Linked DNA regions of Mus musculus: regions 1, 2, 3, 4, 5 and 7 are each linked to region 6. A link is a contact called in public Hi-C, capture Hi-C and promoter capture Hi-C data. All regions are on one chromosome and are shown on one strand. Each heading gives the region's core, a stretch centred on a gene start, on an enhancer-like site or on the middle of the called end of the contact. The rest is flanking DNA. Distances are from core to core; before and after follow the strand shown. Region 1 holds the start of Ttc25 (tetratricopeptide repeat domain 25). Region 2 holds the start of Tbkbp1 (TBK1 binding protein 1). Region 3 holds the start of Acly (ATP citrate lyase). Region 4 holds the start of Dhx58 (DEXH (Asp-Glu-X-His) box polypeptide 58). Region 5 holds the start of Kpnb1 (karyopherin (importin) beta 1). Region 6 holds the start of Top2a (topoisomerase (DNA) II alpha). Region 7 holds the start of Klhl11 (kelch-like 11).

Evidence for each region. Promoter capture Hi-C pulls out the DNA fragments that hold promoters and counts their contacts. A called contact is a pair of places that touch in the nucleus more often than the background predicts. Capture Hi-C pulls out chosen DNA fragments and counts their contacts.
Region 1: a contact with region 6 is called in a promoter capture Hi-C map of hippocampal neurons, with 4 times the contacts expected there. The contact joins the promoter of Ttc25 here to the promoter of Top2a in region 6. A contact is called at or near these places in 3 of 39 promoter capture datasets (the C10 cell line, cranial neural crest and hippocampal neurons).
Region 2: a Hi-C map of B cells shows a contact between it and region 6, with 7 read pairs. The contact joins the promoter of Tbkbp1 here to the promoter of Top2a in region 6. A contact is called at or near these places in 1 of 484 Hi-C or Micro-C datasets (B cells) and 1 of 9 other capture datasets (embryonic stem cells).
Region 3: a contact with region 6 is called in a promoter capture Hi-C map of pre-B cells, with 5 times the contacts expected there. The contact joins the promoter of Acly here to the promoter of Top2a in region 6. A contact is called at or near these places in 6 of 39 promoter capture datasets (the C10 cell line, embryonic stem cells, hippocampal neurons and 3 more) and 5 of 115 datasets of contacts at active chromatin or transcription factors (astrocytes, bone marrow-derived macrophages, embryonic stem cells and 2 more).
Region 4: a contact with region 6 is called in a promoter capture Hi-C map of pre-B cells, with 3 times the contacts expected there. The contact joins the promoter of Dhx58 here to the promoter of Top2a in region 6. A contact is called at or near these places in 2 of 39 promoter capture datasets (hippocampal neurons and pre-B cells).
Region 5: a promoter capture Hi-C map of pre-B cells shows a contact between it and region 6. The contact joins the promoter of Kpnb1 here to the promoter of Top2a in region 6. A contact is called at or near these places in 2 of 39 promoter capture datasets (embryonic stem cells and pre-B cells) and 2 of 484 Hi-C or Micro-C datasets (embryonic stem cells and neural progenitor cells).
Region 7: a capture Hi-C map of macrophages shows a contact between it and region 6, with 4 times the contacts expected there. The contact joins the promoter of Klhl11 here to the promoter of Top2a in region 6. A contact is called at or near these places in 8 of 39 promoter capture datasets (the 3T3-L1 cell line, the C10 cell line, cranial neural crest and 4 more), 2 of 484 Hi-C or Micro-C datasets (both in embryonic stem cells), 1 of 115 datasets of contacts at active chromatin or transcription factors (embryonic stem cells) and 1 of 9 other capture datasets (macrophages).

What each region holds. Positions count from the first base shown.
Region 1 is chr11:100,543,714-100,547,085 of GRCm38.p6, forward strand. Ttc25 (tetratricopeptide repeat domain 25) reads left to right here and starts at 1,895. Exons shown (of 12, transcript NM_028918.3): 1 at 1,895-2,195. The coding sequence starts at 2,088.
Region 2 is chr11:97,147,860-97,151,401 of GRCm38.p6, forward strand. It overlaps Tbkbp1 (TBK1 binding protein 1), which reads right to left and starts at 2,216. Exons shown (of 10, transcript NM_001372531.1): 1 at 2,132-2,216; 2 at 1,503-1,756; 3 at 1,086-1,208; 4 at 770-874. The coding sequence starts at 1,727.
Region 3 is chr11:100,525,950-100,529,392 of GRCm38.p6, forward strand. Acly (ATP citrate lyase) reads right to left here and starts at 2,051. Exons shown (of 28, transcript NM_134037.3): 1 at 1,846-2,051.
Region 4 is chr11:100,702,235-100,705,632 of GRCm38.p6, forward strand. It overlaps Dhx58 (DEXH (Asp-Glu-X-His) box polypeptide 58), which reads right to left and starts at 2,037. Exons shown (of 13, transcript NM_030150.2): 1 at 1,937-2,037; 2 at 1,667-1,835; 3 at 1,260-1,461; 4 at 845-1,035; 5 at 1-84. The coding sequence starts at 1,834. Kat2a (K(lysine) acetyltransferase 2A) reads right to left here. Exons shown (of 18, transcript NM_001038010.2): 17 at 3,342-3,398; 18 at 2,512-3,197. The coding sequence ends at 3,004.
Region 5 is chr11:97,186,298-97,189,980 of GRCm38.p6, forward strand. It overlaps Kpnb1 (karyopherin (importin) beta 1), which reads right to left and starts at 1,595. Exons shown (of 22, transcript NM_008379.3): 1 at 1,249-1,595; 2 at 1,092-1,150. The coding sequence starts at 1,288.
Region 6 is chr11:99,022,773-99,026,441 of GRCm38.p6, forward strand. It overlaps Top2a (topoisomerase (DNA) II alpha), which reads right to left and starts at 1,417. Exons shown (of 36, transcript NM_011623.2): 1 at 1,274-1,417; 2 at 68-220. The coding sequence starts at 1,294.
Region 7 is chr11:100,470,875-100,474,161 of GRCm38.p6, forward strand. It overlaps Klhl11 (kelch-like 11), which reads right to left and starts at 1,908. Exons shown (of 2, transcript NM_172565.2): 1 at 1,307-1,908. The coding sequence starts at 1,854.

The DNA of each region.
Region 1 (3,372 bases), core at 645-3,144, 1.5 Mb after region 6:
ACTGTCTGTGTACACCACCATAACCATACCTGGCTTAGGTATTCCTTTGTCATTTCCCCCAATGGTAATCTTGAAAAACTTTTAAAAACTACAACAGGGCTGGAGAGATGGCTCAGCAGATAAGAGCACTGACTGCTCTTCCGAAGGTCCTGAGTTCAAATCCCAGCAACCACATGGTGGCTCACAACCATCTGTAATGAGATCTGATGCCCTCTTCTGGTGTGTCTGAAGACAGCTATAGTGTACTTAAAATACATAAAATAAATAAATCTTAAAAAATAACTACAATAGTCGGGCATTGGTGGCATTTGTCTTTAATCCCAGCACTTGGGAGACAGAGGCAGGCAGATTTCTGAGTTGGAGATCAGCCTGGTCTACAGAGTGAGTTCCAGGACAGCCAGGGCTACACAGAGAAACCCTGTCTCGAAAAACAAAACAAAACAAAACAAAAGAACAACAACATCAACAACCAACAAGGGTATTGGCACTAATGAAAGTCTCTGACTTTACCACATTTTCCCAAGTAATCAGTTATGGTGGCTTGAGACAGAGACTCCCCTGTTACTTGGGCTGGCCTTCACCTCACTATGTAACTGAGGCTGCCTTGAACTTGTGGCAATCCTGCTTCAGTCTCTCAAGTGCTAGAATTACAGATGTTGTGCTCATTTGTGTTTATACATTTGCCAGTAAGGACATCTTTTTTAGAGACTGAAAACGGTTTGCTTTGCTCCTACTGTGTGCTGGATTCTGTTCCTAATACATGCCCATTAAGCTGGATCCTGTTTCTGTTTTTGTGTTTGAAACTCGCTGTGTAGCCAGGGCTGGCCTGGAACTTGTTATGGAGACCAGAAAGCCTGTATCTCACAACCAACCTCCTACCTCTGTCTCTGGAGTAAGAAAATTAAAGACCCAGGCCACCAAGCCTGGCTCAGCTGAATTCTGGAAAGACAGTTTAAGACAAGATTCTGGGCTGGAGAGATGGCTCAGGGATTAAGAGCACTGGTGCTCTTGCAGAAGACCCAGGTTTAACTCCTAGCACCCAAGTGGTGGCTCAAAATCATGTATAACTCCAAGACTGTTTTAAAAAACCAATATAGTTGAGGCAGTTAACTGAGCTAGCTATCTAAGATATTATGGGTACTTAGAGGTACTGCTGTGTCTGTGTGGTGTGTGTGTGTGTGTGTGTGTGTGTGAACATGTGTGTGCTTGTGCACATGTGAATGTAGATGCCAGGGGACACTTCAGGAATGCATGTCTTTCTGTCTCTCCAGGGCTGGCTAATACAAGATGGTGCCATCACACTGGGCTGTACCAGGGTTGGGGGAACTGAAACAGAGAGCTGCATGCTTAGCATGCGCTTTACCAACTGAGTTATCCCCACAGCCATTACTCCTGAATGGCTGCAGAATTATGTCAGGCTAGACCTTAGTTTAGACTTGCTATTAGCAAGTGTTCCATAACTATGTGACATTGAAAGCTAAACCCATCACACTTTCCATTGCATTCTCATGCAAATCCTCACGTCCCTGAGGGCTCTATTATTTTCCTGTTCATTTGGCAGGTAGAACGCGTACTTTTCAGTTCCCTAATGTGCTTGGTCAAGGATCACGCAGCTAAGAAGTGACAAGAGAGAAGGCTGCCCAAGCCCTCTGACTCCGGTTCCAAAATTCTCTCTCCTTCCTAATGGGACCTGGAGTGCTTAAGCCTTAATCCTACTTGGAATTTTGCCTCCAATTCTCATTTTCTTGGCTTGCTTTGTCTGCGAGGCTTTCCACGTGGCAACTGGAGGGGAGAAGCAACCTACAAGCAAACAGCGATCACTCTGGAGCGCCAGCGTCCTGCAGCCGCCGGCCACGCGCTCAGCACTTGTCTGACCGGTGTGCGCAGCGTGGCGACACAGGCGCATGAGCACGCTGGGCGGGCTCACCCGGAGGCCTAACACCGCCAGGGGAGGGGAGGGGAGGGACCGGAAGTTAGACTATCTCTCTAGGTTGCTAAGAGACCGGGCTGTCCCAAAACAAGCCGGCGATTCTCCAGCCTCTTTTCCTTTCTGAATCTGCTTCAGAATTTCCAAAAGTAGGGTGACCATGTCGGACGGTGATATCTTAAGAAGCACTTTTCCCTCTTACATGGCAGAGGGGGAGAGGCTTTATCTGTGCGGGGAGTTCACTAAGGCCATTCAAAGCTTTACCAACGTGAGTTGCGCTTTGATCCTATTACTGTGTTGCCTTCCTCTTTTCCCCTCCTCCCTTTCCCTCTCTTCCTCCTCCCCTTCTTCTTTCCCTTCCCCTTCCTTCTCCTCTCCCCTCTTCTTTTTTTCTCTTCTTTCCTCTCTCAACCTCCTCCCCGCCTCCGCTCCTCTTTTGAGATAGACACTTGTTCTGTAGACCAGGGTGGTCTCGAACTACCCCTACTTCCTGAGAGATGACTTCCAATGTGCACCCTCATTCCCAACTTATGATTTGAAAGGAAGGTGCCCTCCTTATGTCCTCTGGAGGCCAACTCCCTATCTTGCAGTTGGCCTCTGGAATGATGGAACCCCAGCTTGCTACCTGGACCCACCACCATTGTGTTGTTGATGAAAGATTTGTGTGTATGTATACCACATGCATGCCTGGTACTTTTGGAAGCCAGAAGAGGGAACTGGATCCCTTGGAACTGGAGTTACAGGCAGTTATGTAGCACCAAATGGGTGCTGGGATCCAGATCTGGGTCCTCTACAGGAATAGTAAGTGCTGTTAACCAATAAATCAACACGATACCACCCCCCACCACACACACACACACACTTCACCACTTAAAGAAAAATATTTGTATGTGATGGGTGTTTTGCCAGCATGCATGGACCACATGCATACTTCCCTCTTAGAGTGTGGAAATGGACTGAGGGGTGTGAGCTGCCATGTAGGTGCTGGGACTTGAACCTGGGTCCTCTGGAAGAGCAGGCAGTCAGTCAGTTAGTGTTCTTAGCTGCTAAAAAATCTCCAGTCCCACCCAATTACCATTTTTTTTTCATCACCAGCAGCCCTGAGGTCCATTTTGTGGATATCATACTCCTGGTTCCCATGATATGCCACTGTCACACATAAACCCTGACTTTTGCCATTTTCTCTTATAGTTTCTCACTAATGCCTGCCAGTTGGAGACATAATGTGACCAATCATTAAATGTTTCATGATTACCTTTCTCTTGATAAATTCAGTCTCCCATCCTTAGCCACAGATTGCCCAAGAAGCTAAATGTAGAAGTCTTTGGCACAGGCTTGCCTGTAAGAAAGTTGTCGGTGAAGTTAGGGCGTACTGTAGTAACCTTATTGAAAATTACACCATTGTACCCTACAGGGATTGGGAGTCGTTTTAGGATATTAGACTC
Region 2 (3,542 bases), core at 966-3,465, 1.9 Mb before region 6:
TGTGACTTGCATTTGCATACAGGACTTAAGCACTTCTAAGCTTTGTCTACCTCCTGTATAAAATGGGGATAGCAGTACCACGCCTACCTCTTTGATTGTTGTGAGAGCTAAAATGAGTAAATGTGTGTAGAGGGATATGAACAGTGCCTGGCACGCTGCGACTACCAAGCAAACGTTCCTGACTATAAAAGGAAAACCGTTTTACACAAATGTCCCGTTGCCGTCACAGCAGCTTAGTGAGATGGCTTACCGTTTTTCTCTGCTTTTCAGATGAGGGGTGAGAGCTAAATAACTTGATCAAGGTCACAGCACAGGAGTTGGCAGAGACCTTATCTCCTGATACTGCCACCTGCCCACACACAAACGGCCACATGGCAACTCTCATCACGCTTGTGCTGGGACTATGGAGAGCTCTGGCACCTCTCTTGTCACTTATACCCTCTCCCAGACACTATACTATACTATAGGTACAGGGTTGATGCAGTGTGAGAGCCAAATACACACACACACACACACACACACACACACACACAGCATCCTAGCCCAAGGTACAGAGTCACCCATGACCCGGATGATACTGTCTCATTCACACGGCAAAGCAGGCATTCACAGACAGGGACGAGTGGATACAGGGAGTGTGCACGCAGCAGAGTGTGTGTGACACACAGGCAGCACACACTCATCGGGTTGGAATGCACGTAGAGAATCACATCACGTCAGATACCTCACACACACACACACACACACACACCCGCTCTCTGGGCCTCACCATCTCCCCCAGCTCTGTCTCCAAGTCGCTTTTCTCCACGCACAGTTTCTCGTAAGCCTGGATCATCTCCCCGAGCTGCTCCTCCTGCTCCTTACTCTTCTGCAACTGGGTAGGCCCGGAGAGGTGTGCCAGGGTCAGGACCAGCCTTGACAGGGAGCAGAGGGGGCTCCCAACCTCCCCAACCCTATTCCCAATAGAAACAGGAAGCGCTGAAGCTGATTTAGGGAAGGCGGGGGCAGGGCGGGGTTGAGGGCAAAGTGAGGGAAGCAGGAGGCTAAGGGAGTGGGGTTGGCTGGGAAGCGAAGCAAGGGCTTACCTCGTGTTGGAATTGGTTGAGTCGTTGCTGCAGACTGACCTTCTCCACCTCCAGCAGGGAGCCATCCTTGAGTTCATACAGAGGGAAGCCATGCTCCTCTCCAAAATCAGTGATCAGCGGATACTGTGGGAGGGTCGTCCTCTGAGAAGCCTGGCTTCCCATCCCAGGACCGCTCTGTCCCCCAACCCCACTGCCAGCTTCACAGGCGCCTCTCCCCGCCCCCTCCAATGGGACCCACCACTCCAAAGCTGGGCTCCTCCTCCACCCCTGAGATTGGCTGCAGGAGCAGAGCTCCTCATCCCCAAGGCAGCCACTTCTTCAGGGACCAGGCAGCCTCCAGTGCTGGCCACCTCTTGGGACCCTCCTGCCCTTGCAGGCAACTACAAGCTCAGCTCGCCATCACATCTAGGTTCTGACCTTGATCTCATAGACTTTGAGGCGACGGCGGAGGGTGGCATTCTCCCTCTCCAGGCCTCCTAGCCTTTCCTTGATGTCTCCGTAGGCTGTGATGAGGGCAAAGTGGGAGGCAGAACACATGTCCCCTCCCAGGGACGGGTCTCCAGGACCATCCAGCCACACCTCACTGGGCCCCAAGGCCTCTTGGGTCAGGATGCTGATGTCATCTTCAAACATGGACTCCATGGTAAGGGCTTCAGCCCACCCTGGGCCTCCTGAGAGTGCAGGAACAGAGTAAAGAGGACCACCTGCTCTTTGTTCCCAACTCTTCCATGCTGGTCTGAGGAACCTGTGGTAGCTGGGGAGCTTCAGCCAAGAGACAGATCTCACAACTAACTCTCTCTCTCTCTTCTCTCTCAAGTTTCTGCCCTATCCCCTGCTGTGACTGCTTATAGAAGGAAATGGAACCAGATAGACGTCATGAGTGGAGTGGGGGACAACTGATAAACAGGACCAAGGATCAGGGGCAGGGAGGAGAGACCTGTGGACAGATGGGAGGGAGGGCTGCTGTCCCAGCATTGGCACAGCCCAGAACCTGCCTAGACTACTCGGCTTGGTCTCCTCCCCAGACCTCCCTTTTCCCCAAGTACCTCGACAGCCGCCAAGATTCCCATCCCAGGCCTCTGTCGCCTGCTCCTAAGGAAGGCTAGTCCCGCTAGGCAGCCTGGCCTCTGTGGCCCCCGCCCAACTTCCTCCCGCAGGATCCCAGAGTTCAGGAAAAGGAAGTGCCTCCCCAAGTGCGCCGGGGCTGTGGCAACCGTCCAGGCGCAGACCTACAGGAAGTCCTTGGCTGAGTGTCAGAGGCAGCAAACTGGGCAAGGGGGCCTAGGAGAACCGAGACCATTAAGGGAGACTCCAGCTTGTCCTATTGTGCCTGCACTCAGGGAAATGGGGAGCCCTGGGAGGGGGGCAGGAATGACTCAGGGCTCCCAAAACGAGTAGGCAGCGAGGGGGTGCGTGTGTACATCTCCGGGCCCTTGTTTATGAATGTGTGGCTGTGGCTGCCATGTGGGGGGGAGTGTGTGTCTGTGAATGAGTGTAGGTGTGCCGCCGTCAATGAGTGCTTTTGCGGGGCGGAGGACCGGGGTCAGCGCGGAGTTCGGGAGTGACCAGAGGTTGTGTATGTGTGTGTGTGTACGTGTGTGTGCGCGCGCGCGCGTGTGAGCACGCGTGCGTGAGCGTGTGGGTAGGGTGGGCACGTTCGGGCCGAGTGTCACGTGAGGCACTATGGGAATGTCCGAGGTGTGTGCGCGCGCTGGAGCGTGTGTGCGCTCCGGCGAGGGGGCTCGGTCCGAAGGCGCGAGTTCCGACAGTGCAGGCCTCGGGTCCCCCATCCCCCAGCCTCGGCTAAGTGCCGGAGCGACAGACGCGTGTGACAGGTCTGAGTAAGGAGCGTGTGCGCGTGTTTGAAGGGCTGGCCCCACCTTTAACCCTCTCTTGCCCACGCCACCCCTCCCCCTACTCTGCCGACCAGAGCTCACTACACACCCCACCCCCATCCCTGCCCACGATCTCCGGCCATCACCCCCACTCTCGAGGACTCCGTGTCCCCACACACCCCGGCCGTGCGACCCGAGCTGCCTTCCTCCGCATCCTGGGGCCGCGCGCCGAGCGCCCGCGCAGGCTACTGGGGAGGGGGCGCCCGTCCCCGCCTGGCCCCTCCGGCGGCCCCTTTAAGAGCGGCTCTTTAAACCCCCTCGGGCTCGGCGGACAGAAACTGTCGCCCCTCCCCTCTGTGGGGCCGAGACCGCGCAGCCCCCTCCCCCACCGCGGCCGGGCTCCGGGCGGGCTACTGAGCGGCAGCCGCCCCGCAGGCCGGAGGCTGCGGGCAGCGGCGCAGGACCCTTCCCCACTCTGCTCCCGGGCGCAGCGCCCGCCCACCCGCGCCCGGGCCCCGGCCTCCCGCGCCCCAAGCCGCCCCGGCCCGCCGCGCCCCTCCCCCTCCCCCAGCCCGGGCCCCGGCCCGCACTCACGGCTGCCGCGGGCTCCTGCTCGCAGTCG
Region 3 (3,443 bases), core at 801-3,300, 1.5 Mb after region 6:
ACTCTTAGACTAACTGGTGGAAGGGCCTGGTCTCTCAGCAGGGCAGCTCATACATCCTGGGAGGCCCCAGGAGAGATCAATCAAAACTTCACTCATCAATTCCCTGCTCTCAACAGCAATGGATCGGTGAGGTTCTTTCAGAATCTAAAAAGCCTGAAAACCGTGAGGGAAGTAAGTATGCGCTTACTCAAACATGTGAAAACTTCCGTTATTAGGAACAATGTGACAAAAGTACATCAGAATCTGGGATTGGAGGACACCCCCCTCCCACACACACACACCCCAAAGCCTTTCTCAGCGGCTGATCACGCTGTCAAATTCGTGATGGATGGTTTCACAGCAGAGCTGAGCGCCCACTCCCCCAACAAACTGTTACCTGTTAACAATAACCTGCAAACTCTTAGTGGGAACCATGCCCAAGGTTCCAACACGCACACGCACCTATACACTTAGATATATGGACACACACACTCACATTCTCTCTGTCTTTGTCTGTCTCTATCTCTCTCCAAGAAAGGGATCTTTTGAATTGAATGGGCTATTTTCTACAGTGACTGCCTGAGGACTGAATTCACTCACTGAGGCCCCAGGAGCAGCCCAGAGGGAAGGGTGAATGAATGAAGCCTGCTTTTAAAGAAGACTCCTCTGGGACCCACTGAGGAGGGTCGACAAAACACTCTCACTTTAAGGGCTGGGGAGGGGGAGGGGATGACAAGCAAGCAATCCCCTATAGCAAAGGAACGGACAGAACTCTTCCGAGTATTCCCTGCTACAGCAGACAGTGTCTAAATAGAGATTAAAAACAGCAGCTACTCTGTCTTCAAGGCCTCCTTTTACTGCCCCCCCCCCCCGCAGAGGGGAGCGTTTAAGCAGCTTTCTAAGAGGTGGAAATGATCTTTCCAGGACAGTTATCTCTCGATAGTAAAGAAACCCGACATGCTGAGCAAAGTTAAAGCGGGGACAGACAGGGTTGGCTGGCAGACTAAAGTGCCTTATGCTGTCCTTTCCAAAATTATGTCAGGAGGGATCCCTCATAGCAGAATTTCAAGACTGAAGAAAGCAGCAAGCTTTGGGGACCAGACCTCTGCCAGGCCTGACAGGAGGTAGAGGTAGGTAGCATCCTTTGCACACACGCGCGCCCGCGCACATACACACACCCTAGGTGCTTGTCTCATCCAGACTCCTGAGCACTCCGACCATCTGTTGTTTGGGGGCTACACCAGTAGGGAGCTCCTTAGCAGGGAGAGCCCATCCAGCGCCGTCGCTCCGGAGCCAAGTCCTCGCAGCAAGGCCTCAGGCACTCTGAAGCAGCACGACCCCGCGTGGCCAGGGCCCGCTCCCTACACTTCGACATAGAGCTTAAGGGATTCACCACAGAACTAACAGGACAGGCCTGCTTGAGTCCGGCTTGCGAGCGGCCGGCGTGGAGAGAGTAGCCACCGCCATCTCTACTACCCGCCCCGGCATCCGGTGGGGAACCCGAATGGGGCCCAAAAAAGTGTCCCAAAAAAAGCCCGACTAGACTCGAGAGCTGGCCCTGGGTGGAGCTGAGAAGAAGCAGGACGCGCAAAGGCAATCCGGAGGAGGGAGAAGTAAGGTCGGTGGCAAGCAATGTGCAAACTCCCAGGAACTAGAATAGGATTGGGAGGGTGTAGACATGCGGCCCGCGGCTGGGGAGAAGACTACTATAAAGCTTAGACCCGCACAAAACTTCCGAGCAGGTGCAGGGAGCGCGCGGGAGCGCCCAGCCAGGGAGCCCGGAGGTGGTTCCGGGTTGGGGGAGGGAAGCAGGAAGCTTAGTGGGTACTGGGGGGTCGCACCCGCGCCTACGACTGCCGTACTCACCTCTTCGAGAAAGCCTGAGTGTGGCTCTCTGTCCGTAAGCACCAGCTCACCCCAACTCTTCGGATCGCTCCAGCCGCCTGCAGCAGCCGGGGATCCGGCTTTTGTTCCGGCCCAAGTGGGCTCCTCCCCGCCCCCCATCAGCTCACAGGCTAAGCAGCCCGGCGATTGGGCACACGCGTTCCCTAGCCTGAGCTCTAGGCTCCTCCCCATTCGCTGCTGTGGTGGCCCCGCCCTCAGGCCTGACCTGGGGCTGATGGGACTTGTAGTCCCGGACGTGGGCGGGGCCGTGGGCGGGGCCTAGGATGGGGAGATGGGCCGGGCGGCTCTAGGAGGAGAACCTACGAGGCTGGGGGCTGTGGCCTGATCGTTTCAGGGGCTGGGCCGGCCAGCCGCCGGGTTGGGTAGCTGAGGGAGGGGGTTGTTGGCCCAAAAGGCTATAGCACTTCTCCCTGGACCTGGCGTCCTCTTCCTCCCTCCCAGGAGAGCAACTGACGTTCTTATCCCAGGCTCTTGTAAGCCGCCACACCAAACCCAGTGCGTTAGACCTGCTTTTGAAAAGCTACGTCTGCTTTCCTTTCACACGTGTCGCCTCTCCGCTCCTGGAACCCTCCCCAGGGAATTTACCAGAGCCAGTCTACACGACCACGCTACACAATCAGACTGTCCGACCTAGGACATAGATTGGAGGAAGGGGTAAACTAGTGAGGCCAGAAGGACGCCAGTCCCAACGCGAGTCCTCTTACAGGCTCACCTGAGCGCGGATCTGGGCGGAGCTGATCATTTATCTGAGATTAAAACTTAGGACTGGGGCCATCCCTGCCCAACCTCTTGCTCCCTCCCCCAACCTCAAACTAAGACACCGAAAGCAATGAACAACCTCCTCTTTTCTGTTACTTGCGAAAGATAGAACATATTTTCCAAACCCAAAACTGGAGCGCCCAGTCTAACAGGTACCCGAGAACTTCTGGGGCAGAATAGATAAATCATAAGGTCCTGGAAATCAGGAATTCACTGCTTCCCTGGAGTGGAAGCCTCTCTTGCTTGTCCCCTAGTCCCAGTATGTCTTCCCAGATGGACCCAGAAACTAACAATTTTCCAGCTCTAGGAAGGAGGCCAGAATCATCCTTTAATCAGCTCAGGTGATGCGTCAGCCCAGGGTGCAGAGAATCTGCATGGCTGTGCCCCTGGCAAAAAACCCTGGGTCAAAAGCTCCCTGCAACAATGTTGCAACACTCTCCTGGGCAAACACTTTCCCAAGGCCCCCCACTCCCAGGCCCTTTTCGGCCAGTCTTTGGATGGCTGAACTTGTAACACCCATTCTTGACCAGCGTGTGCTCCTTTTTTTGTTTGTTTGGGTTTTTTTTTTGTTGTTGTTGTTTTGTTTTTTACGAGACAGGGTTTCTCTGTGTAGCCCTGGCTGTCCTGGAACTCATTTTGTAGACCAGGCTGGCCTCGAACTCAGAAATCCGCCTGCCTCTGCCTCCTGATTAAAGGCGTGCCACCACTCCTGGCTAGCGTGTGCTCCTTGATGACGTCTTTTTTTTTTTTTTTTCTTGGTCCCTTCCCTAATACTCATTCTTTAGAAATAACAGTTTAGA
Region 4 (3,398 bases), core at 787-3,286, 1.7 Mb after region 6:
GCAGGGCTTTGGGTTATGCATCAGCAGCTGGGAGTAGCAATTCTTTGGCGACATGATGTGGCACGTATCCAAATTCGCACAAAGCTAGAGGCAACAGAAAGGCATCATGGAAAGAGGAGTCAGGCAGAATTTGAGGGAGGCGGGGTCCTGGCTAAGGACAGAAAAGCCTGAGGCAGGGCCACTCCACTGGAAGTTAGGATTCATTTCAAAAAGTCTGAAGTGCGTCCCGGTGAGTGACTAATACTCTCGCATTGATGAGCGAGAGGAACTTAGATTCAAATGACCATGAAGAAACAATTGAAAATCAGCAAAGAGGGCTGGAGAGATGACTCAGAGGTTAAGAGCACTGGTTGCTTGCTCTTCCAGAGATCCTGAGTTTAAGTCTCAGCAACCACATGGTGGTTCATGACCATCTCATCTCATGAGATCTGGTGCCCTCTTCTGGCCTGTAGGCATACCTGCAGGCAGAACGCCGTACGCATGATAAAGAACGAAAGAAAAAGCAGTTCCCATTTTCATAGTTCCCAGGTCAAACAGCTTCCAGTTTATAGCACGAACGAACTCCGAAAATAATTAAAATTAGTTCTATGACAGAGTAGTGGGGATGGCCAGGGGAGACTGTGACAATGACAGGGCTGTTCACTGAATGGTGAAAACGAATCTGATGGAGGTTCAAAAGCAAGGGCATTTCCAGGCAAAAGGAATAGTAAGTTCAAAGGGTCCCACAAGCCTCATATGCTCAAGGTAGCGGAAGAGACGAGCATAGCCATAGTATGAAGAGTATATTTGGTAGGACTGGGAGGCAAGACAAGCAAAGATCTATGGTGGGAGGGGCTCAGCTGACCTGTAGGATGTGATCAATGGCCCCTTGGAGCTTGGTGGCCCCTCCAGTGCCTGGGGAGGCTGTGAGACCCAGGACCTGGGGGAGGGGCTCTGCCTTCTTCAGCTTCTGTTCTAGGTACCGGCTCAAGATGGTGTTGTAGACGGTGTCCTTGTGGGTGTGGTGACACTCGTCCACCACAATCAGCGAGAATTCTGGGGGCACATGAGAGACAGTGGACGGCTGCTGCTGCTGCTTCTTTCTCATAGCACTTTTGTGAAGCCCTCATTTTTCTCTGAAGTTTTCCTCTTCCCTTCCCTACTTTGGGCTGGGTCCCAGACAGGGAGCAGGTAGGAATGAAAGCGAGGCTGGGCTAGAGGAAGGAGGCTTGCTTGCCCAGGAGCACGTCCTGTGAGCAGGTCACGGCTTTCCCCCTCACCTCTGAGCTCTACGTGTTCATCCTCCTCAGAGCTGTTGAGTGCCAACTGTAACAACTCTGCCGTACAGATGAGCAGGTCGTGGCTCCGAGCCATCAGGCCAAAGCCAGCTCGGGATCCCATGTCCCCACTCAGGGTTGTTACAGTCCAGTGTTTATCCAGCATGCGCCTGAACTCCTCGGCGTGCTGGCTCACCAGGTGTACCTAGGAGTGAAGAGTAATGAAGAGAACTTGGATTGGGGTGGGGGGTGGAAAATGGCAGTTGTTGGGAGTTGGGGTGGGGGAAGGTGGGAGGAGCAAGATGTCAGGACCCAGCCATCTCCTGAACCAAGGAGAGGAGACCTGGCAGAGCGGTCGTCTAGAAGAGATGAGCTAAGAGACCCCACTTTGGGAAGGGCAGACCACTCACCCTATTGACCAGTACCACCACCTTGCCTCTGTCTACCGTCTCTAGATGCCTCTTGGCTACAAAGGCAGCTGCCCGGGTCTTCCCAGCACCCGTGGGCAGCCATATAATGATATTCTTGCCCTCCAGAGCAGGTAAGATCACTTCCCACTGGTAGGGTCGCAGCTCCATTCTGGAATGGCAGAGAGATCAGAACACGTACTGTCCCCTTCCTCCCAGCCAGCCCAGTAAGCTTCAGAGGCTGTTCTTAGCCAAGAACTCGTAGATAACTACCTGGAGCCTGCACTGGCCAGGATTAGGATGGGGTTTGGAAATGAATAGCAGCAGACTAGGCTGGTCTCTGCGGAGGTTTCTGGAGCTCTAGAAATGAAACTGAAACAAGGGGAGGAGCCAGCCAGAGCTGGAGCCCAACCCAGCCATCAAAAAAAAAAAAAAAAAAAAAAAAAAATTGAAGACTGGCAAGGGAGATGCTGACAGTCACTGCTCCTGGGTTCCCTATTTCCTCATCTGTTTTCAGTTGGCAGTAACCCTGTCCATCTGGGCTGAGCTTAAGGCCTGGAGGGGCTGACCTTGGCTGCCTGTTTCCTGGACCAGGAGTCAGGAAATAGGCAGGCATTAAGGACAAGCTCTTGCTCTCCCTTTGCAGGGGAGACAGGCTGGAAGTTATTGAAGCAGAGGAGGTGAGGGACGGCAGTCAGCCAGGTCCATCACCCCACTATATATTGCAGGGGTCAGTGGCACCAGTGTAGCCTGAAGTTAGGCTTTCAGGTTAGAAGAGTCAGGACTCGAGAAGCAAAGGTCAGCCTGCTAAGTCTAAAGCCGGACCCCCCCCCCAAAAAACAATCACACAGGGGAAAAAAAAAGCTTTATTGTTCCCTCCGAGGGATTAATGCCAAGGAATGAATGGTCCTCCTGCCCCCAATCCTGGAGGGACAGATAGACAACAGTGTAGGATAAGCCAAGGCCCCTCATGGTTCCTCCAGTCTGGGCTGTTTCCATGTGAAGGCTACTCACTGAATAGTCCTGGCCCTGGGAAACAGGCATGGGGACCAGGCTCAGGATGCTCAGCCTGCATGGCTCTATAAGGACCAACAGTTCATGCCCTGGCCACCAGACATTCTACAACGGGCTGGCCCCAGACCAGACGTCTCCCCAAGGTGGGATGCAAGGAAGGTGGAAAGAGAGCTGCTGGCTTGGGAGTGAGTGCCTGCTGGCCAGAAAGTCTGTAAGATCTGGGGTCCCTGGCTGGAGTTTCTCCAGCTGAGTCCGGGAGAGGGGGCCGGGAGCCCCCAAACGGATCTGAGGAGATGGAGGTGGATGTTGCGGATCCCAGCTGGGGGCTACTTGTCGATGAGCCCTCCCTCTTTGAGCTTGAAGTAGAAGAACTTCTCCAGGGCACTGGCGCAGCGACAGTATTCGCTGTCTGGGGGATTGTACTCCCGGCAGTTGGCGATGACCCGCTGCAGGTCAGCTACGAAGAGCTTCCGGGTCACATAGTAGCGACTGCGCAACCGTTCTGTCATGGTCTTCAGGTCTGGGTCACGAGAGAGAAGGCACATGACTTTAAGAGGTGAAGGGCTGTAACTGGGGCTGCCCACCATGGTACATGCAGACAGGAGTCAGGCTACCCTGTCAAGACTGGGGGCTTAGGCTGGGGAGTGAGTACAAGGGTCCTCACCAATGGGGAAACGGATAACCTCGTAGTAGTCAGGAGCCTCTGACTTCTTCACAGGTT
Region 5 (3,683 bases), core at 345-2,844, 1.8 Mb before region 6:
GTAGCAAAAGCAAAACCAAGAATATACTATGAGCAGAATTCTCAGTCTACACTAAAAAGGAAATGCTTGGAAAGGTGTGAGATAAAAAAACCTTAACACAAGTCGCTTACCTCTCCACCAAAAGTGGTCAGTACAAATCAGATATGTCGCTGTATGGATGTTACTATTTTGCAAAGCTCTCACAAAGGACATTGGGTTACAATGTTTTTTTTCACTTTTTAAAACTTCCTACCTTTAAAGAGACTTTCCATATCATCCACGCTTCCCTCCCCTTCCCCCAAAAAGGAGAGGAGAAACATTCTGGCAATAGGCTGCTTCAATAATCCCACATTTTCCTATACAAAAGTCAGTCACTTTTTCTTTTCTCAAATGTACTTCTTAAATCCGAAAGTATGAAAAACGGGGTTACATTTGTGATTTATCAGAGAATAGGCTCAATCTCAGAAATGAGCCTCAGCCTGAGATCCTTAAAGATGAGTTCTCTGAAAACCTAAGTCCAAACAGAACATTCGTGCACTTAGACCAGGAATGGGATAATAATGGGCAAGAAAAAGAAAAAAATTGTGGCAATGGGTCCAGAGGTGGTCGGGTGCCAGGCGTGGCCATGAGCACAGACCAAGGGAGCTGGGGAAGGGTAGGGCTCTGGGAAGTAGTTGCATACTGCCTCAAAACCAGGGGACAGGAAGGAGAGGCCGGCCGCAGCCAGTACAAGGCAGGCGGCAGGGCGCAGAGCTTCCACATGGCCCCTAGGCCCGGCTCCCCAACCCCCACCCTTGCTGAACACGCAGCGCCATGCAACCTAACTTCCCTTCCCTCCCTCTTTCTCCCTCCCGCAGCACCGCCGCCCTCAGGCCGCGTGGCGATTGGACGGCGATCACCCCGGCGCGCCTCGCTATTGGCCAGACGCGGGGCTCGGGGCGGGACACACCCACCGGCTTCCCGATGGCGGGGTTAGGTTGGGCCGGGCGGGGGGGTAGGGGGACGAGCTGGGGCGGGGTGGGTTCCTGAGGCCTGGGCCTCCAGGAGGGCGGGAAGGGCCGCACGCAGGGATGGGGACGCGGCGGGATGGGGCGCGGCGGGGCGGCACGCACCAGATTCTCCACGGCCGCACGCTCGAGGAACTTCTGCGCCGCTTCCAGCTCCAGCCGATCTGCCGGGAGAGATGGGGGGAGAGGCAGCGGGGTCAGAGGGGCCACCCCCTCCCCCACCCCGGTCACCTCGGCCCGACCCCCCGGCCCCGAGTCCTACCCGGAGACACGGTCTTCTCGAGGATGGTTATGAGCTCCATGGCGGAGGTGACGGCGGCGGGGACTCCTCGCAAGACGGCGGCCCGGCCTGTCGGGCGGCGGCTCCGACTGGGGATGGGGGTTGGGGGTCGGGTGGGAAGGGAGGGTGGGGTGGGGGGTGGGGGTCACCACAAGCCCATTCACCGGCTGCCTCTGGCCAGGCGCTCCGGCTCCCCTTCCTCCCCGCTCTCCTTCCTTCCTTCCGCCCTCCTAATGTGCTAGGCGGCAGCAGCTGCTCCTCTGGCGGCGGGGGAGGGACCCCGGGGGCAGCTCGGAGCGCGGCTGCTGCTCGGGCGGCGGAGGGAGAAAGGAAGGGCGGCAGTGAGTGAGTGAGAGGCGGATCGCAGGGAGGGAGAGAGATCGAGGGAGGGAGGCGGAGGGATATCCTTGCCGGACCTCTCCGCGGCGGCACCGCGCTGCCCAGCGATTGGCTACGGCCGGGGCCACGCGGAACCCCCGATTGGCCGGACGGCTAGCGTTGAAGGGCCGCCACGCGCCCATTGGCCTGCGGGCTTCAAGGTCCGGTTGGCTGGGCGGGCAGCGGGATGGGGCGTGCTTATTGGTCGAGGGGAGGGGCTCTGGGGTGGGGCAGGTAAGAGCGCGCCGCTGATTGGGCTGGCCCGGTAAAGGCCTTCGGGCTCAGCCCGGCTGTGCGCGGGGAGAAGGGTGGGCGGAAGGTAAAGGCTCCAGGCGCGTCGGATTGGCTGGGATCCTGGACGTTGATAGGACGGGGCGCCGGGAGAACTGAAGCGAGGAGTTCGGGGTCGCCGCCGCGCGGAAAGGCGGGAGGCGCCCAGGCTCTTAGGAGTCTGGCGCGGAGCACGACGGGACGCCTCCGGGGTGGGGCGGAGCTGCGCGCGAGTGGCTCGGACTGCGCGCTACGGAGAGCCGTCACTCGCCGCGGTGTACGGAAAGCGAGCCTTTCGCGGGCCTCGGAGGGGGCGGGGACGGGAACCGTTAAAGTCCTGCGCCGCGCCCACAGGAAGCTGCCTTCATGGTGAGGTCGGCTTGCTGCCGCGCTCTGTGCGGAACCGGACCATGAGAACCACGTGGTTCACCTTCCAACGTGCGGATTTGCAAACTGAAGCCCAGAGAGAGAGTGGAGCCTGTCCAAGGTCACACAGCCCATTCCAGACTCGAGCAGAGCTGGCTTCAGGCGCCCCTAATTGCCCTTGGAGACCCCGTCGGGGCCCTGGACTGTTAACAAAGTTTCGCGGAGGCGCGTCCTTAGACCACTTAGCAGTTCCCATAAAGCTTTGATGTCCAGACTTCGTTTACAAGATCTGTGTAGTATTATATAAAGAACGTGTGCATTGACGAGCTGTAGCGACACACCTGCCATCTCAGTATCCCGAAGCCTGAACTACAGTCTGAGATCTTGTTTCAAAAACAAAAAACAAATACAACAAACAAGATAAAAATACGTTGCATATAGTTGCTTAACATTCCCCTCCCCTCATTTGGATACCCAGCTGCAAGTCATGGGGGGATTAGGAGCATATGGGTCAAAATAGCATGTAAATTGTATTGTTTTTAAGGTGTAAAGAAATTGCCCTACACTAGCCACACTTTGGAAACTTGGGATTTAGTGTTCTCTGAAACACTTAAAGTCATAGCCTCGTGGGGTTTTTTAATTGTGTGTATTTTCTGCCTGTAATGTATGTTTCCAATGGCTTCATGTATAGATATGTTCTGAATACTTCCACATCTTATCCTGATTTTAAGAAAGATTTTTTTGTTTACTATGCAAGCATAATTTTTGTTTGGCTGTGATTTGTTGGTTGGGTTGGGTTGCCCCCCTCCCCCCACGGTGGGGGGGGGCGGAGCCAGGTGGTTTCTCTGTATAGCCCTGGCTGTCCTGGAACTCATTCTGTAGATTAGGCTGGCCTTGAACTCAGAGACCCACCTGCTTCTGCCTTCAGAGTGCTGGGATTAAAGGCATGGGCCACCAAGATTGCCCAGGAAATGAGTTCTATTGTAATGTATTCATTAGAATGTAATTCGATTTTTCTTTTTTGTGAGTTTATTCTGTTCTGCCTCTTTCAGACAGGATCTCTAGCCTAGAACTCAATATGTATCTCAGACTGGCTTCAATATTTCTGTAGCCTCCCTTCCTTGGAGTCCTGAGTGCTGGAATTACCCATGGTGCTCTCTCTCCACTGTAAGCATGTGCACACACCTACATGCAGAAGCATGCTGGTCCTGTGCCTCCGTAACTCTGATTCTCAAGACAAAAGGCAGACTTAATGCTATAGAAACTTGAAGTTTTGCAACAAGGAATGTAGGCCCGGCTGGAGAGATGGCTCAGCGGATAAGAGCACTGACTGCTTTTCCGAAGGTCCTGAGTTCAAATATCAGCAACCACATGGTGGCTCACAACCATCCGTAAAGAGATCT
Region 6 (3,669 bases), core at 167-2,666:
AAAAAAAAAATCCTGACAAAGTATGCCATGACAATAAAGCAAGCGCACTTTGCTAGTTTGGTTTTACCTGGGTCACTAACTCCACAGAGCCAATGTAGGTATCTGGGCGGAGCAGTATATGTTCCAGTTGTGTTTTTTTCTGATAGATTCTTTCAATAGACAATCTTTTCTTGCCATCTTCATTCTTCTTTTTGTTCATTAGCATATTTTCATTTACAGGCTAGCCATTAGGGGAATTAAAAATAAACTTAATTTTAGCCACAAGTTTATCAGAAGTGGTCAACAAAATATCTGCAACAATGATAAAGTCCATACACTCTATCACCATCTATCCCCTGCTTGTAGGTACTGGTAGAGTTTACATAGTTTTGAACGAACAAGTCAATTAAAATCCTTGTGATTAGGTTCTGTGGTTTGAGTATTCGTGATGCTGGGGATGGAACCCAAGGTCCCCCCACCCCCCCTTGCATGCACATGCTAGGCAAATGCTCTGACCACTGAGCAAAATTCCCAGACCATTTTTTTCACCCCCTGTTGCTGTTTTTGAGAGTCCCATTAAATAGCTTAAGGCATCCTCTTGCCTCAGTCTCTGGAGCAGCTGCCATTTCAGGCCTGCCCCACTAGGTCTGGCTACAGATGCCCGTTTAAATAGGTATTTTAGTTCTGCAAGTATGGACATTTCTGCCTTGAGTAATATTTTTTATGTCATCGATAAACTACACTCAACTTCTTCCATCTAATGGGAAAATATTTAGTGAGTGCCGACATAGGCTCGTGCCGATTACAGATGGTATCCACCCGTAGCAGTTGGGATGCTAGCAATGCAAACCCTTGGCTACATTCACATCCCGAAACTGGACTTTTTTTGAGCCACTCGGTCGGCCAGCTCCTCAATGGGAACTGCCATGCTCTGCACCTTCCGTGATGAGTTATTCAAATCACCCAGGGAAGGGAAGAGGGCCACTGAATTCGAGTATAAGCCGGCTGGAAGTCACACAGAAGCCATTAGACTACAGACCGATCGCAGGACTAGTTGAACCTGCTCCCACAAACAATAAAAACACAACACTCAAGAACCCAGATTAGATTATAGATATCATTTCGGAAAGAGCTTCACCCAGTCCACGACCCCTCAAGGCCCAGAAGATGGGGCTGACCGGATCCAGCCGGTCGCCGGCCAGCGCTCGGCCCTGGAACCTCAACTCTCGCCGTCAGCCATGAACGCAGAGGCCACGTAAAGGCTCTACTACCCGGCCCCATCCGCGAGCTGTACCTGCAGCGGTGACAACTCCATGGTGACGGTCCTGAAGAGGCTCGAGAATCCGGAAAGCGACAAAACCAGCGGGAAACGCTAGGCGACCCGCGACGCGCGACGCGGGACCTGGACGCTCCCCTCACAGACGCTTGTCGGTTAGGAGAGCTTCCCTAGTTTCATTTGAACCTTTATCTAGCCCGCCCAAATCAGAGGAACCAATCACCGACTCGCTCTCATTGGCTCTGTTTGCAGTAACCAATCGTAGATCGTCTTTTATTCGAACAAAAGACCGCCTTTTCGAATAAACCAATTAGGTAAAAGAAGGCGGGAGAATCTTCAAAATGGACCAATAGCAATTGTTGGTGGTACTGACAGAAAATCTGACCAATGAGGAAGGTCCATGTGCTCTGAGAGACACTCTGAAGAGAGGGAAGGCATTTTGGAAGTGCAAAGTGGTTGACTAAGCCGTCCTTCTGAATATAACTAGAAAACGGATGCTCATTCTTTATTTCAGATCTGTTGAGATTACAGAGTCTTAATCCTGCGATGAGTTTTCCTTTTTTTTTCCTGACCGAGGAAACAACGCCATCCCTCCCTCAAGGCTGGCCAAGGCAGCGGTTCTCAGCCTGTGGGTCGTGACTCTTGGGGGTCGCATATCAGATAGTTTACCTTACAACTCATAACAGCAGCAAAAAAATTACAGTTATGAAGTAGCAATGGAATAATTATGGTAGCAGGGCATCACAACATGAGACGCTATGTTGAAGGGTCGCAACCTTAGGAAGTTGAGAAGCGCTGAGTTAATGCTGGCAAAGTTCTGGCAAGTTCTTCTGCTTGCGGTCTTAGGCTGCCACACACGAAGAGTATAGAGATGCCAGCAAAATCGCGAGCAGCACTAACACTCCCTGTGGATCACCCCTGATACAAAGATTCATTCATGCTTCTTCAGTGGAGCTGAGAGGCCCTCATGAGACGGGAACTTCTCCCTCAGTCAGCTGCTGAGGGAATCTACAAGAGCTCTTTATATTTGCCCTCTATGCATAATGCAGTCTAGAGCACCGTTCAATTTGACATAAGAGGTGGGGGCTTGGTGGGTTCTCGATGGAGGAAGCTTCAATTTCCTGTGCTAAAAGTAAAAATGGTAGATATAAACTGGTTATGTGTGACGACACCACCCCTTTAATCCCAGCACTTGGGAGGCAGAAGCAGGTGGATCTTGGAGTTTATGGCCAGCCTGGTCTACAGAGCAGGTTCCAGAGCAGCCAGGGCTACACAGAGAAACCCTTTCTCTAACCCCACCACCACCCTCAAAAAAATCGCTATTATCAGCAAGGAATTTCTTAAATTTAAACATTTTTCCTTTCCAAAAGGCGCCCAAGATCAACCATTATTAAATAACTTCACGTGTCCAACAACAACCCTGCTGGCAAAGTGAAAGAGAAGGCCAATGAAGAAATGTGGCCTGGCTGGTGGGAAAACCAAAGGAGTAGAGTTTTAACCTTGTTCTGATCCTGTCTTCAGTGTTTTTAGCCTTGTCCTGTGTGTTAATAAAGGAGGGTGACTTCAATGCTTAGGGCCACTAGGGACTCAGCAATTAAGACCTTTTTTTTGGTGTTTTTTTTTTTGGGGGGGGGGAGGGGGCAGGTTGTTTCGAGACAGGGTTCCTCTGTGTAGTCCTGGCAGTCCTGGAACTCACTTTGTAGACCAGGCTGGCCTCGAACTCAGAAATCTGCCTGCCTCTGCCTCCTAAGTGCTGGATTAAAGGCGTGTGCCACCACTGCCCGGCCTAGGACTCCACTGCCCGGCCTAGGACTTCTGTCCAGTCAGAAGACTGACTAGGTTATGGGTGCCAGAACCAGTGTGTCACTCTCTGCGGCTTTCCTTGATGTTCAGAAGCCAGGCGTGCTACTGAAGGGAAGGCAGAGAGAGAGAGGTGGGGGGGGGGGGAGCAAGAGAGCAAGAGAATAAGAGTTAAGAGAGCAAGGGGGAGGAGGGGCAAGCAGCTCCTTTTATAGTGGGCTGGGCTACCTAGTTGTTGCCAGGTAACTGTGGGGGTGGAGTCCTGAGAGAATACCAGGAGCATGGGGCATTACCCACAGCGATGATGGCCACACAACTCTCTGCAGGAGGCTGTGGGGGGGTTTGCAGCTGCGACAGGAGCCAGGGACTCAGGACGTGTGGCCAAACTACCCTCCCATGAAGGCGGAAGTCACTGTCCACCAGGTCTCTGCTCCAGGGGTTCCAGGCCTGAGCTCCAGGAACTTGCTCTGTAAATCTGGTTGGCCTTGAACTCAAGATCAGCCAGAACTCAGATCTGCCTTGAACTCAGATCCCCTGTCTTTGTCTCCCAAGTGCTGGCTTAGTGTTAGATATTAAACCTAGCGTTTTCTCTGACCCTCCCCTTCTTCTCTTTC
Region 7 (3,287 bases), core at 658-3,157, 1.4 Mb after region 6:
GGGATCAAGCAACCCCTTCACAGGGGTCAAATATCAGATAGCCTGAATATCAGATATTCACAGAAGCAAAATTAGTTATGAACTAGGAAGGAAATAATGTTATGGTTGGGGTCACCACAACATGAGGAGCCGTATTGAAGGGTTGCAGTGTTAGGCAGGGTGAGCATCACTGCTCCAAGGGACCCATCCATCCTCCCCACCACTTGGATGCTTTTGCTCCTCTCATCCTGCCTCCTTCATGCAGCTATATAACCCACGCTGTTTTCTCCCTCTACCTGAAGCACACTACCTTGCCACCTATATGCCTTTGCTATGATTTCTGAACATTCTTTATGTGCCCAATTTAAAAATAGTTCCTCTCAGCCTGGTCTATAGATTGAGTTCCAGGACAACCAGCATTACATAGTGCGAACCTGTCTCAAAACAAAGAAATAAAAAAACAAAACCTCCTCTCCATTAGGGCCTATGACGCACAGTCCCACACCTCAGTCTGCCTCACAGCTGTAATAATTATTCAACATGCTATATATTCGCTGTTAAACATCAGAGAGTTTGATAAGGAAAAGGATTTTCATGTGTTTTGATCACTGCTGGATATACCCCCTCCCCCAGCACTGTAACGAGGTCAGTGTCTAGCGCTCCAGAGGTATGTGTTAAAGGATTTGTAACAGTACCAGCATCTCCACCTGCCTCCGAACCAACCTCTGTGGCGTCCTTTCTGGCTCCCCACAATCCATTTTCCACAATCCACTTTTCACTTTTGAAATATTTAAATATTTCGTATTTAAATATTAAAATCAGATAATCTCTCTACCCAGTTTCCCATCCATCACACTCAATAAAATCCAAACATTCCTCACACACACCCTCTGGTCTTTAAACCCAGCATATCCGGAATCGCTGGATTTTCTTTTTAACGTCCTTTCTTCTCTAAGCCAGCCTGGACCCTGACTGAGGCCTTTGGGAAGCCTGTAATGTGCACCCATTCCCTTTTGTACGGCCAATTTCTCTTGCCACTGCGAAGCTGGTTTAAATGACATTTCCTCCGATCCGTAGCTAGCCCTTCACCGTTTTTTAAATGTCATCATCACAGGAGTCGAACACGACCCACCGTTTTTCATCGCCTTTGTCCCTACCACCTGAAATCTGCGCTCAGGGGTGCAATGCGCACAAGCTAGACTCTCAGGGGGCATCCTCAGTGCCAGGCGCGGTGGCTGTCCCGTCGCGGGCATAATGAGGGAGCTGGCACCACAGACACTGCCCCCCACCCCCCAACCCAGCCCTCGCTCGCCCACGGTCGTCTCACCTGTCGGCCAGCTCCAGCACCTCGTGCACGCTGCCGGTGCTCACTCGGATGCGGCCGGTGTACATGTACTCGATAACGGCTTCCACCGTGTCAGGTTCGGGTCCGGGCTCTGAGCTCCACTTGCGCATCTCCACCCGGCCCGAGCGCGATTCCGAAAACTGACCCGAGAGTAAGGGCGTGAAGTACTCGGTGGCAGCGGCCAGCACCGAGCGGTGGGCACGGAACTCGCGACCTCCGGCCCCGCCGAAGCACAGGGTGATGTCGCAGAACAGGCCTTGACGCCGCTGCTCGTTCTGCCGCCAGGACAACTCGGAGCAGTGAGTGCTGCACTCGAAGTCCTCGGCCTCTGGGCCCGGATCGCTCCCGCCCGTGTCGACGAGGGTAGAGATGCCGGCCCCGGTCACGAAGTCTACCGTGCCACTGCCTCGGACCTCAGCGGCCAGGCTCGCGGAACCGGCGACGGCAGTCTCCATGCTCTCCATCTCCAGCACTTGAAAAGATGCAGCCGCGGCCGCAGCGGCAGCTGCCGCCGCCACAGCCGCCGCCATCTTGACGCCGCCGTACCGGCCCCCTCAGCTTCCGAACGGTGCGGCAAGTCTGATGCGACACAGAGGCATTCTGGGATTAAATAGTGCGCGCGGGGCGGAGCCGCGCCTGCGCACTTCTGCCGTGCTTACGCCCTCTAGCGAGGCAAGCGCAGTTCTCGGAGCCAGAAAAAAACTCAGGTCTACCTTTTCTCGCCCCTCCATTATGGTGGCCCCCTGTGCTTGTTTTGTTGAATTTTCTTCTACTTTATGTTGCTTTGGAGTGTATCCTCGCCATCACACGCACACACATTTTTTGTTTGTTTGTTTGTTTTTTAACTTTGTAGACCATGATAGCCTGGAACTCACAGAGATCCACCTTACCCCTGCCTCTGCTGGCCTGTGCCAATCCCAGCACTTGGGAGGCAGAGGCAGGCTGATCTCCCTGAGTTCGAGGACCTAGTCTCAGAAAGGACAGCCAGGAATACACAGAGAAACCCCGTCTTAAAACACAAAACGATTGACTTTGGAGAGAAAGTAATTTTTAAATTTTATTCTTATCAAAGTGTCTGTGCACAGGTCCTACAGAGGACAGGTAGGTGTTAGATTCCCAGTAGCTGGAGTTAAAGGCGGTTAAAACCCCCCTGATAAGGGTGTTGGGAGCCAACAATCAAACTGATTCTCTGAGAGAGTACTCCTAACTGCTAAACTATCTTTCCAATCCAGGAGGGGGGCAGTATAAAGAAAAATAACTTCGTTAAAGTTATTTATTTTTGCAGGTGTCTCTCATGTAGCCCAAGGTGGCCACACACTTGCTGTGTAGTTAAGGATGACTTTGAACTCCTGATTCTTCTCCTGGATTTTGGGATTACTAAAATGTTCCTGAGCACACCCAATTTTGTTTTGTTTTGTTTGTTTGTTTTTTGTTTTGTTTTTTGAGACAGGGTTTCTCTGTGTAGCTATGGCTGTCCTGGAACTCACTTTGTAGACCAGGCTGGCCTCGAACTCAGAAATCCACCTGCCTCTGCCTCCCAAGTGCTGGGATTAAAGGCATGCGCCACCATTGCCCGGCGAGCACACCCAATTTAACATGAGCTATGTAAGAAACCAGGGCAAGCCTGGCGTGGTGGCGCACTTCTTTAATCCCAGCACTCGGGAGGCAGAGGCAGGCAGATTTCTGAGTTCGAGGCCAGCCTGGTCTACAGAGTGAGTTCCAGGACAGCCAGGGCTACACAGAGAAACCCTGTCTCGAAAAACAAAAACAAAAAAAAAGAAACCAGGGCAGTTTAGTCACCCCAGCACCAATAAGTAAATAGCCCTAAAAATTACATTTATTTATTTTTATGGTAGGGTATTCGTGTGGAGTACAAAGCACAATTTAATGAACATCACTACGTTAGAGGATAGAACTCGAACTTGAGTCATTAATTAGACTTGGTTGGTGTTAGGTGCAATTA